Regions from separate parts of the Ovis aries genome. Here region 1 is linked to region 2. Evidence: chromatin contacts called from public Hi-C data. All regions are on one chromosome and are shown on one strand. Each heading gives the region's core, a stretch centred on a gene start, on an enhancer-like site or on the middle of the called end of the contact. The rest is flanking DNA. Distances are from core to core; before and after follow the strand shown.

Region 1 (5,426 bases), core at 248-2,747, 160 kb after region 2:
GGGCAGCAGAGGGCAGGGCACAGCCCTGGAGCTGCCCTTGTGTGGGTGGGGCAGAGAGCTGGTCCCAGCTGTCTCACTGTGTGGCCCTGGAAAAGTCACATGCCCTCTCAGGTCCCAAGTTTCTTCTGCACAGAGACTGATGGCTTCCCTGGCTTTAAGGATCTATGAACATGGTGAGCTGACATGGGGAGGATGCCAACTGACAAGGGCCCAGAGCAAAAGGAACTCTGGGGACTTGTCACATAACAGGGCACAGCAGGACAAAGTAGCCAGCACCTGGGGGTATTCAGGATTGACAGTGAAGTCAGGAAGACCCCGGGAGCTTCAAGGACCCGAGCCTGAATAAAGGGCGCTGGCAGCAGAAGCTTGAGAAATCTGGGGTGTGGGCACAGGGGCAGTGGGGGTTGGACTGACCCAGTTTGGGGCTGCAGTTCCATCTGGGTCTTCTCAGACAAGCTCTCATCCACTGGTAAGCTCCCTTCAGATGCAGCAGAAACAAGTGAAGGGGAGACCCCATCCAGGGCTGCCGACTTCTGGGCTCTCAATCTAATGTGCAATTCATTTACCTATTTGGGATGGTTGTTTTTTAAAAAACAAACAAACAAACAAACAAAAAAAAAACAAGGAAAATCTTCCCAGATCCCAGGCTAAGCCCTCTTTTGTTTTTTTTTTTTTCCCCTCAGGATGTATTCATGTTCTCTGATGGGGAAAGCTGCCAACAGATTAGCATTTTTCATGGTGTTCAAGGAGCTTTAGCCCTGAAGATGTTTCAAGGATAAGGTTGAAAGTGGCTTTGGCCCTGCATCAGCTCCCCCTTTCTTGGAGATTCACAAACTGTGTTCACATGAGAAAAGATATACAAAGTCCAGCAGGAGAGAAAACTTTTCAACTTTTTAAACCACAGAAACCCCCCACTCCCTAACATACTTGTACTCCCACTGCCCCCAGAACTAATATTCTGTGGATTCCACTTTGACATACACTAGAAAAATAAACAAACCACCTGCAGTAGACTATCTGCCCTGGCACAAACAACTAGTGTGGCTGTGAGGGATTACACATGCCTTGGGTGATCTACTGGGTATGGCCAAAATTGGTGTCATTTAAACAGCTCGTGGGGAAGACTTTAAGCCTGTTAAAGAGTAAGAATAATCCCTGGCATGAATAGAAGTATTTTAAATCTGTGAGAAAACTCACAGTCCAAGAGTCAACTCACACCCACAGAGTGTACTGGACACGCTGCAGACAAGCATTCTCGGGGCCAGACGCGGCCTTATAAGGTGGCCTGACATTTTCTCATGGCCCAGGCCACCCTCCAAAAATATCCAGGGACAGAAGAAGAGCGGGAACTGACCTCCCTGAATGTTTCAGAGATTAACAAGCAGGCTCTCCATTAAGCAGGAGCACTAACACCTGCTTTATGACCAGCTCCAATATCTCTCATTTCAAAACCAGGCAGCCTGCGGCAGTCCCAGCCAGGGAGGTCTCCGCAGCAGGAAGAGAACAGCTGGAGCCTCAAAGCTCAAATCCAAACTGGGGTTTTTTGCTCTAAAAAAGTGTTATTTCCTGTACCCCTCCAAAACACGAGGCTGCCTTTCCTTTATATGGACAATAGAAGTCTGTGACTGACCTTTATTAGTGCGCCTTTCTGCCCTTGGGTCAAAGCTACGTTCCAAACGCCTTGGATTCCCCAGACCTCCAATCGCTTGTGAGGTGCTGCCCCCCAGTGGGGCCACCCAGCTATGACAACACGGAGGCGGAAATGGCCTTAGGGCTTTAACTAAGTCCAGCATGGAAAAGCATCGGGATTGCATCCACGGTCACGGTCATAGATAGATGTGGAAGCGCTGCCATGGTAATAAGTCCATGTTCTGGAATTAGTGAACAGAAAATACAATTTCCAAACATAAACAGATTTATGAAAGGGGTATTAGGTGCTTAAAGTACACTGCCTCTCACATATTTTATTTTTGCTTATCAAGTGACTCTTAGGGTGAATTGCCTTTTTGTGGGGAAAAAAAGATTATTTTTGGTAATGAGATCTTGCCCTGTAACAGTAAGGGTTATATCTCTAAATCTGAAAAAAGAAAAAAAAACAACCCAGATTAGTTTCTCACATGTTTAAATCAAAGTGTAGGTCAGAAAAACCTACACAGCTCTCTTCTAACTCTGGTTCCTAGTTGCAGGCAGGGGAATGTTAATAGGTATAGCTATTTTTGGTAATAAATGTTTAGAACAGTTTCTTCACCACCAAACTATAACAACGAACTAGTCTATTTGTAATGCTGGAATAAAAAAAATATACGGAATTGCAAAGCTAGTTTCTTCATTCTTGTTAAAGGGAACAGAACAACAGAGCAGTATTTTCGGAATACTGTGTGTAGCAGTGGGCCTCAATTATACCAATGGTAATTCCTAAGGCTGGAGCTTATGTTAACATAGTACACATAATTGCTATAAAATATGACAATGACAAATTACAAAGACCTGGCTGGTTTCCCATTGCCACTCTAAGATGGAAAAGTTGTATTTTCTGGATAGCCTCTACTATTAACTTTACCATCTGTTCCTCAGTTTCAGCTGAAATAATTTTCTTTTCATAAATGTGCCTATCTCCAAAGTAGATTAGCTCTATACGAGGAGAGAGGCTGTTCTAACCACTATGCTGGTAATTTCTGTGATCAGACAGCATTCAGAAAAAATATGCTCCTCTTTGGAACATTTGCCACAGTCCTGGACAAGGGTGACACCTCTAGGACCTGGGAGACTCCGGTGGGCTCATGCCCCTGCTGGAGGCACCCTGAGACCACCTAGAGACATAACTAGAAAGGGACTGGCACATGGACACATTAGCACTTTTGAGGGGCAGAAATCTGGGGTCTAGAACTAGCAGGATGGAAGCAGCCGAGCTGAGTATCCTCTCAGTCTTTCTCCCCGCTTGTTACTGTGAGTAAAGCAGTTTCTAGGATTGCTCTGTGCTTGGAGGTATTTTTAGGAGGAGGTACTGGACCGCTTGACCAAGTGCTTGTTTCATAAGGTGAACATTGCTGGGCAACAGTATTTCCTCTCTTATATTAGACAAATTAGATTAAAACACATACATACACACTGTAAGACAAGGGCCCTCCAATCTTTTACTGATTAATTTTTTATTTCTCCTGGTCGCCTATATGATGAATCTGTCCTGTCCTTCTGCAGCCAGATTGGAGGTTAGCAAGGTAAGCTTGAATACTGACTGCTTGGAAGAATGATTTTTTCGAAACCTCAATATAATTTGTCTGCTTTTCCTTTAAGTGTAGAACCATTATGAAGAGCAGAAATAGATTTAAGAACTTTAAGAAAGAGCTGGAATCCATAATGGAACTGAAACTTCCATAATCCTACAATACCATTTTCAGGCCAACTCAATGTGAAAAATCACCAGATCTACTGGTCGGATATCAAATCCAGGCAGAGAACACACCAGTTTATTTTGAAATGCAACACAGATCAGTATTTTATGAATACAACTTATTTCTACATTATCAGGTAAAAACAGCTTCCAAATGCATGCATAGAAAGTTAAGCATAGTCTTTGAACTCCTTATTTCTAAATATACAAAAAATACATTTAAATTATATAATTTTAGTGAATCAAAGACTTATAAAATTACAGTTTTGGTTTTCACAACATAGAAAAAATATAAAAATGACTTTATATATGGTTGTATAATTTTTTACCCAAATTTCAAAGGAGCGGTATGTACCAATTTTGTCTTACAATGCTTTATCCAAAACTCAGAATTGAAACTAATTTGCAGGTTGTACCACATCAATGCCAACCTTTTATTATAAATGAATAACCAAAAACACAAGTGGAAGTGAGGGCACAATCTCTTCACATGCCTCAAAGCTACACCTTCTAAGCCCTTCCTCTCGGAAGTTTGCTCCAGGGGAACGTTTCCATCAGGTGGATGTGCTTTATTCCATGACTAACTCTCCACAGAGCCTTTGAAAACAGTCAGTATGTGTTAAATCAATGACTCCAACCTTAGCAAACAGAACACAGCAAGATGCAGATTAGCAGCTTGTGTCGATATGGCACTACTGCATATCTCAAAGAATTCTTTGCCAGAAGGTGGTCCCCGAAGAGGGGGTCTGAAGCACCCAATCAGGTAGGGGTTGGGGGGGGGCAGACGATGCCTTTGACTCTGCCTGGAAATGAACGTGGTTGAGCCTGACAAAATACCCCCCAAAACACCACCTTCCTCGTCCACACCTTACAAGACGCGATATGCGGTGGGTTAGACGCTCTCAGCTCATAAACGAACACCACCACTTCCAAAGAGAAACGAATCCACATTAGAGATAAAGAAACCAGTTACTGAGAGAGGTGACTGAAGGACACAGTGCATGCCTTACTTATCTGCAACGAGCATTTTAAATGTGGATGGACAAAAATACACACTGGGGTTGAGACCCTTTTTGAGAAGGGAGTTATTTGCTGCATTCTTGTTGTCAAAGTTTAATTGGATGCATGACCACTATTTGTGACAGATTGTTTTTCATAAATAATGACAAATTATAATAGAGAGGCCTGAATAAAACTCCCAATCCAGCAATCCTGGAAAATTTGCATTTTTCATCCCATCTTCTATAACTATTTCAAACACAAATGAAAAAAATCTTACTCAGCTTAAGTAATAAGGCTAATATAACCCAAATTGATTCTATTTTATGGTAGAAAAACATTTTGGAAAAATAAGAGAAAAAAGCATGAAAAATAATCTTCCCACATATTTTGTTTATCAAATACAAGAATAGATTCTAATCTCACCACATCCAAGTCAAGAGTGCTGCCTTTAAGGAGCAGAATTTTAATGATCAATTCAAAAATAATGTATTATACATCTGCTTGCATTAAATTTCAGGCTGCATATTTTCTTCTCATTTTCATCTTAATTTTCAAGCTTCTATTAAAATAAGCATTTAAAAGTTTTCCACTATGACACCCTTCTAATATTGGCAATTATATTTTAGTTGATAACCAGTCAGTAAGCTAGTAAGCTAGACTTTTAAAAGATCAACCAATTAAAAAAAAAAAAAGGAAAATGTTTCCGTAAAGAACACTGTATATTTAAAATCTAATGCATGTCTAAACTTGGGCTTTACATTTTCATCCAACTCTTTCTTGAAAAGCCTTAAATGCACAGTTTAGCAATTATAGTATGTAGACAAGACGTTAATTAGACAATGTCCATATGTCCAAAGTATTTCTTGGCTGCTCCAAAATGCGGGGACGATACTACTTTTAGTTCATAACTGCCCAACTGGAACATTTCACTGCCTCTGGACTTACAACTTGGTGGGAATTACATAGCACCATAATAAGGAAAAGTATACAAACAGAAGAGCTGAATAAAAATGTAAAAATAAAATAATAAGGG
Region 2 (5,916 bases), core at 775-3,274:
CCAGTGTGCCAAAGGCAGCTGATGGTCCATTTGTCATTATAATAACAATAATACACACAGCAATATTTACTGAACATCTACTATGTGGCAGATACTGTTTCCTGTGTTTTACACACATGGACTTGTTTAATCCTCACTGACACTATGAAGTAGGTATGCCGAATATCCCCATTTTCCAGATAAGGAAACTGAGGCACAAAGAAATTAAGATTTACCTTTTTCCACCAAGAAAGTCTTCCTAAAAGCCCCATTTCCTGGTTAGGACAGCATCAGAGCTGGGGAAATGGAGGTGGCAAAGAGGCACTCTTTCCATGGTAAGGGAAGTGGGAAGGGAGCCAGCTTGTTGCTTCTACCCCCTCCCTGTGGTCCTGATTCTTCCTGGGGCCCCTCCTTCCCACATGGGGTGCTGTACCTTCTTCTCTAAGTCAGGCTCCCTGAAGGTCAAGAGGAACTTGCGAACATGTTCGGATCGCAGCCTGTCGATGCTCCTGGCATCAATGGCACGGCCCAGAAATTCATCCACTTCATCCTCAGGGTTCGAACTTTCCTGGGCATTCCTGGTGAGCAAGGAACCGCAGACACAAGGCAGGCTTACCACCAGGGGGCGCTACCGCCAGGGGACTGCCGGCTCAGCCCCTGTACCCAGACCCACCAGAGGGGCTGGATCAACTCTGATTAGGGGGTGGGAAGTTGAGAGTGACACCAGGCCAGCCAGAAGCCTAGGCGCTTACATGCGCAGAAAGCTGCCCCGTGGGCTGTGGGGGCTTCACTGACCATAGTGAAAATGAAAGTGTTAGTCACTCAGTAGTGTCCATCTCTTTGCCACCCCATGGGCTGTAGCCTGACAGACTTCTCTGTCCATGGGATTCTCCAGGCAAGAATAATGGAGTGGGTTGCCATTCCCTTCTCCAGGGGATCCTCCCGAGCCAGGGATTGAAGCCAGGTCTCCTGCATTGTGGGCAGACTCTTTACCATCTGAACCACCAGGGAAGCCCCCTGACCATAAGGATTTTCTAACTCTATTGGTATATATATTATTATACGATAAATGATAAAACATGTAGCCCACCAGGCTCCTCTGTTCATGGGATTCTTCAGGCAAGAATACTGGAGTGGGTTGCCATGCCCTCCTCCAGGGGATCTTCCCGACCCAGGGGTCGAACCTGCGTCTCTTACATCTCCTGGATTGGCAGGCGGGTTTTCTTTACCACTAGCACCACCTGGGAAGCCCATATATGTTATATATGACAATGATAGTATGAATTATCATCAAAGGTTTGTTTTTCCCCCTGCAGGTAACAATCTCTGCTCTTCACTCTTTCACTGTACCATCCTCCTGAAATCAAAGGCTGAGACCAGAAGGCAAGACCTCTGCCACAAGGCCTGGGAGCCTCCTGGCTGCTCTCGCCTGACTCTAGGGACTCTATGGGAAACATGTTGCACAATCTTTTGGTGCTGAACTAAACACTCTACTTCTAGAGTGAAGCCCAGTCCTTGAGTGGGATTTCTGACAGCCCCAGAGACAGGGGAGTGGAGGAGAGAGAAGGGGATACTCCCTCGGGTCCCTGGGGTATGGCCAGGAGCTGGCGGCCAATGTTTAAGGCCCTCCCCATCCTGGGAGCTGCACGTGTGTGTGTGTGTGTGTAGTTGTATTTGTGCACGTGTGTGTGTGGAGTGGAGATTATAAATGGGCGATACCAAGACCCAGCCTCTCTGCAGGGGCCTGGGCTCCAGGGCTGCTGGTTTCTCAGGCGCAATGGGCTCTGTTCACTTGTGGCCAAGACTGCGTGTCCTGGGCTCATCCTCTATAGAGCAGAGAAACCGAGCTCCAGGCAGCTTGGAGACAGCCCCCAGACCGAGGAGCAGGATTGAAGGAGGGCACGTGACTCACTTGTCCTTGGGGTCTTCAAAGCCCTGAAAAAGAGGGATGGAAAGAGGAGGAGAGGAGAGTGAGAACAGAGGGGATGAAGACACGGAGGCTGCAGCTCATCCTCTGTCCACAGTTCACCCAGAGCTTGGACACAGACAGCACTGTACTCGGCCGTCCACTCCTTCCTTCATTTGGCAAACACAGCTGGGGTTGGGACAGGCTCCATGCTAGACACTGGGGGTGCACTGTGATTTCACTTCCTCCACTGGCAAGATCCACGTGTCTGAGCTCTTCCAGTCCCCACACCTGATTCCTTGTCTTTCTCCAAACCTCCCGTCACTTTCCTCCTGGACCATGGGCTTGGTGGTATATACGTGTTACTTGCTCAGTTGAGTCTGACTCTTTGTGACCCCATGGACTGTAGCCCACCAGGCTCCTCCGTCCATGGGATTCTCCAGGCAAGGGAGTGGGTAGCCATTCCCCTCTCCAGGGGATCTTCCTGCCCAGGGATCGAACCCATGTCTCCTGCATTGCAGGCAGATTCATTACCGTCTGAGCCACCAGGGGCTTGGTGGCTACCCTCTCAATTCTTCCACCTACTTAGATGGAAATAAGAGAAACTGCTAAGTCAATGAGTCCCCACATGCCTGTGCACACCCATGCACACACAGCTCATGGACACTCACCTCCTACCACTGCCAAGCACACAGAGAATCTGGGAGTTCACAAGTTTTGAGCTTAAGAAAATGAAACTCTGGTCACCTGAAACAGCTTTTCTGGTATCTGAGAATCTGTGTTCCTGTTAGGCTGGGGGTGGCTGGGGACCCAGGAGATGAGATACCTGTAGTCAAACCTGCCCCGCTTGACTGCTGTTCTGAAGTTCACTCACAAAGGGCAGAGGTGAGGGTGGGAGGGGCCCCTACGAGTTACCAACCTCAAGGCCCTACCTAGAGTCCATCACAAAGTCCACGAAGGATAGCGGTGTGTCAGGGTCTGACTGTGACGGAAGGGAGGGAGGGGCCCCTCCATGGGGAGGGGTGGGACTCTGGAGGCAGGGCGGGAGGCATAAGCACCCAGGGCAGGTAGCTTCAGGTCGCCAGGACAAGGGCAGAGGGTGACCTCCTGTCCCCGTGATCCCGTGTGGAACATACTGCTGGGCAGACAGGGGGCTGGTAAATGTCAGGGGGCCCAAACCCCAGAGGAACACATCTCTCTTCATTCCCACTGAGGAGGGGGACTTATGTTGTTCTCCAGGAGTCAGAGCTTTCCAGCTCTGAATAAACGTGGGGCCCATGGGAACTGAGGTGTCTGTGCCTCAGGGGCCTTGGCAGCCCCTAGTGCCACATCCAAGGGCCCGACCGTGGGCTCTGAGTGCCTCCTGGGCTGCCCGATGGTGGCCTTCTCTTCTCCTTGTCCTCTGAGAACCTCCAAGCTCTCCATCCCAGCTACAGATCTGGCCCACCACACCGTCCCTGCTCGAGGCTGGAGGAGCCGGGGTCACTCAGGTGAGTGCCCCATCTGGGGGCAGGCGGGACCCCTCAGGGCACAAGGCCCACTCCCCACAGGCCATGGTGCAGGGCTGGCCTGCTCACCTCCACCACCGGGGCCAGCAACAGTTTTACTCAGAGGACGTCCAAGCCACATTATGCCTATACTGGTCTCTACAGCTCAGTACTAGAGCTGAAATGTTTCTAAGAAACCTGTCTCTGACTTTCTCCAGCGTTCCTTTGGTCATTTGTATGGGCCCCTGTTGGGGGCTGTGTCCGCTCTAGGCTCCCTGAGTGCTGGCTTGGAGTGGTGAGGAGACGACTGTCGGAAAACACTGTGGTGGATGAACCACAGCAAAGGGCCTCTGAGAACACAAGCCAGAGGCTCCCCTGGTGGTCCCATGGTTGAGAATCCGCCTTCCAATGCCGAGGATGCGGGTGTGATCCCTGGTCAGGGGACTAAGATCCCACTTGCCTTGGGGAAACTAAGCCTTCCTGCCGTAACCTCAGAGCCTGCACGCTCCAGAGCCTGTAACAAGAGAAGCCCGTGCACCACGACCAAAAACCCAGGAGCCACAGCTAGAGAAAGCCTGTGCGCCCCAACAGAGAGCCCGCTTGCCACCAGGAAGCCCTGGAATGGCAAAAACAGACAAACACAGAAGCAACCCGCAGGCCAGCGGACTCCGCCCCGGGAGGAGGGCCCTCGGATGGGCTCCTGCAATTCTGCCTCCGCACTTCTGGGTAGCAGCTCAGCCCAGGTTTCTGTCTGCTCCCCGAGCCCCCACCTTACACACTCCCCTGCCAACCTGTGTATTAATAAATAACCTTAGAGACTTTACGACACAGGCCTAAAGCAGTGCAGCTCCTCACTATGCCTAACAAGCTGGGTAAAAGATGGATCAAGATTTAAAGAAGGAAGCTTCTGACTGCTAGTTACTACCCTCTAAGTGCTCTCGGTCACTGCTTAATCTAATTCCCACCCTCCACCCCATCTTCAGTGAAAGTCCGAGAAGAAGCTCTCTTTTTGGGTATCTTTCTCCAGGGTTTCTGGGCAGGTTTTAACACCCAAAGCCAATGGTATTCCAGACAGGACACTCTGGGCAGGCAGGGGCCCAGGAGATGGTACTTCGATGCTGGCCCCGTGGGTGACTCTGCCCAGCAAGGAGGCGGGTGGGGAGCCTCTTCTCTCCTCCTACAGGGGTGTCCTCAACACTTTTCTTCTGCTCACTTTCCATTTCCTCCCCTCTGGGCAAAGCAATTAACAACACGAGGAACCTTTCTGGCAGCCAGTCTCCCCTGAGACTGTTTCCCAATTACGGCCCTTTTTGCTAATTCTTCCAAGGCTTCTTGTCCTAACAATGATTAATGTGTCTGCCAAATAGGTGCTTATAGTCCAAACTGGCTCCTCTGAGACTCTGAAATAACTGAAGAGTCTACTTATACCAAACATCACTAGAGAAAAAAACTTTCCAAAGATTTTTAAACAGAGAACGGACAGCAGGCTCCCTTCGGGTCTCCATCCTCACCTCTGTCCCACCGCATCGCTTTCCTCTCTGTTCTCCCAGATCTCTCTCCCCCTTACCCTCCCTGTCCTCTCTCTCCAGTCTTCCTGCTCCTCTGTGCTTCTCTTTCCTCCCACCTGCATGAGAGCTTCCCTCTTTGCATCCTGTTCTCAGTCTTCCTCCTCTCACCCTCTCTTTCGCCTCTTGGCCATGCTGGTCATGCGGTACAGAGTCTGCAGAGGATGGTTAAAGAATCAGGGTGAAAACAGAGAAGGTCCAGCAGTTGCTTTGCGAGGGGCCTGGAGGAAGCTGGAGTGGTGCCTGGAGCCTGAGAGGAACTACCAGTTCCAAGTTCAAAGCCCTGAGGCTAGAGGCCAGCCCTCCTCCACTCTGTGCCTTATATTATAACCTTGAAAGTGAAGAAAGTGAAAGTGAAGTCGCTCAGTCATGTCCCACTCTTTGCGACCCCCTGGACTGTAGCCTACCAGGCTTCTCTGTCCATGGGATTCTCCAGGCAAGAATACTGGAATGGGTTGCCATTTCCTTCTCCGGGGGATCTTCCGGACCCAGGGATTGAACCTAGGTCTCCCGCATTGCAGGCAGATGCTTTAACCTCTTCGCCACCAGGGAAGCCCATATTATATTATAACCTTGGTGTCCTGTAAGTTGCCTCTTTACCGTCAAAAGTTAAAATGGTGGCCCTGATTCAATTCACTTTTTTACCTTTGTGCATTTTCGTTAAAAGTTTGTCATCTGCTACTGGCTAGCTGGCAAGGAGCAGAATGACTGGTCCCCAGACTGTCCCCTCCCTCAGACCCCTGGATCTGTCTGCCGACTCAACTGGACTCTTGGAGTCTCTAGTCACTGCAGCTGCAACGTAAACCCAGTCTGAGCCACAGATCCCACCGTGGGGATCCTAGTGTGGGTGGCATGCCACCCTTTCCTTTATCAGAATCTGTGGGAACTAAGTGGACAGACACACACACACACACACACACACACACACACACACACACCCCTTTCCCTCTCTCAGGGTGGGCAACTCCTGCCTTGGAAT

Evidence for each region. A called contact is a pair of places that touch in the nucleus more often than the background predicts.
Region 1: a contact with region 2 is called in a Hi-C map of hypothalamus, with 3 times the contacts expected there. The contact joins two enhancer-like sites. A contact is called at or near these places in 6 of 16 Hi-C or Micro-C datasets (hypothalamus, liver, mixed tissues and 3 more).

Annotation. Positions count from the first base shown.
Region 1 is chr1:188,721,199-188,726,624 of ARS-UI_Ramb_v3.0, forward strand. It overlaps HACD2 (3-hydroxyacyl-CoA dehydratase 2), which reads right to left. Exons shown (of 9, transcript XM_042232294.2): 9 at 3,441-5,426. Among named protein-coding and RNA genes, the nearest start is that of ADCY5, 38 kb to the left of the region's middle. Within about 2 kb of position 1,498, at least 14 of the 54 cell types and tissues checked have an H3K27ac peak or open chromatin away from gene starts, as enhancers often do. A contact at or near this core is called in hypothalamus, where this site is marked.
Region 2 is chr1:188,563,272-188,569,187 of ARS-UI_Ramb_v3.0, forward strand. ADCY5 (adenylate cyclase 5) reads right to left here. Exons shown (of 21, transcript XM_027956458.3): 9 at 1,892-1,914; 10 at 413-557. Among named protein-coding and RNA genes, the nearest start is that of ADCY5, 120 kb to the right of the region's middle. Within about 2 kb of position 2,025, at least 2 of the 54 cell types and tissues checked have an H3K27ac peak or open chromatin away from gene starts, as enhancers often do. A contact at or near this core is called in hypothalamus, where this site is marked.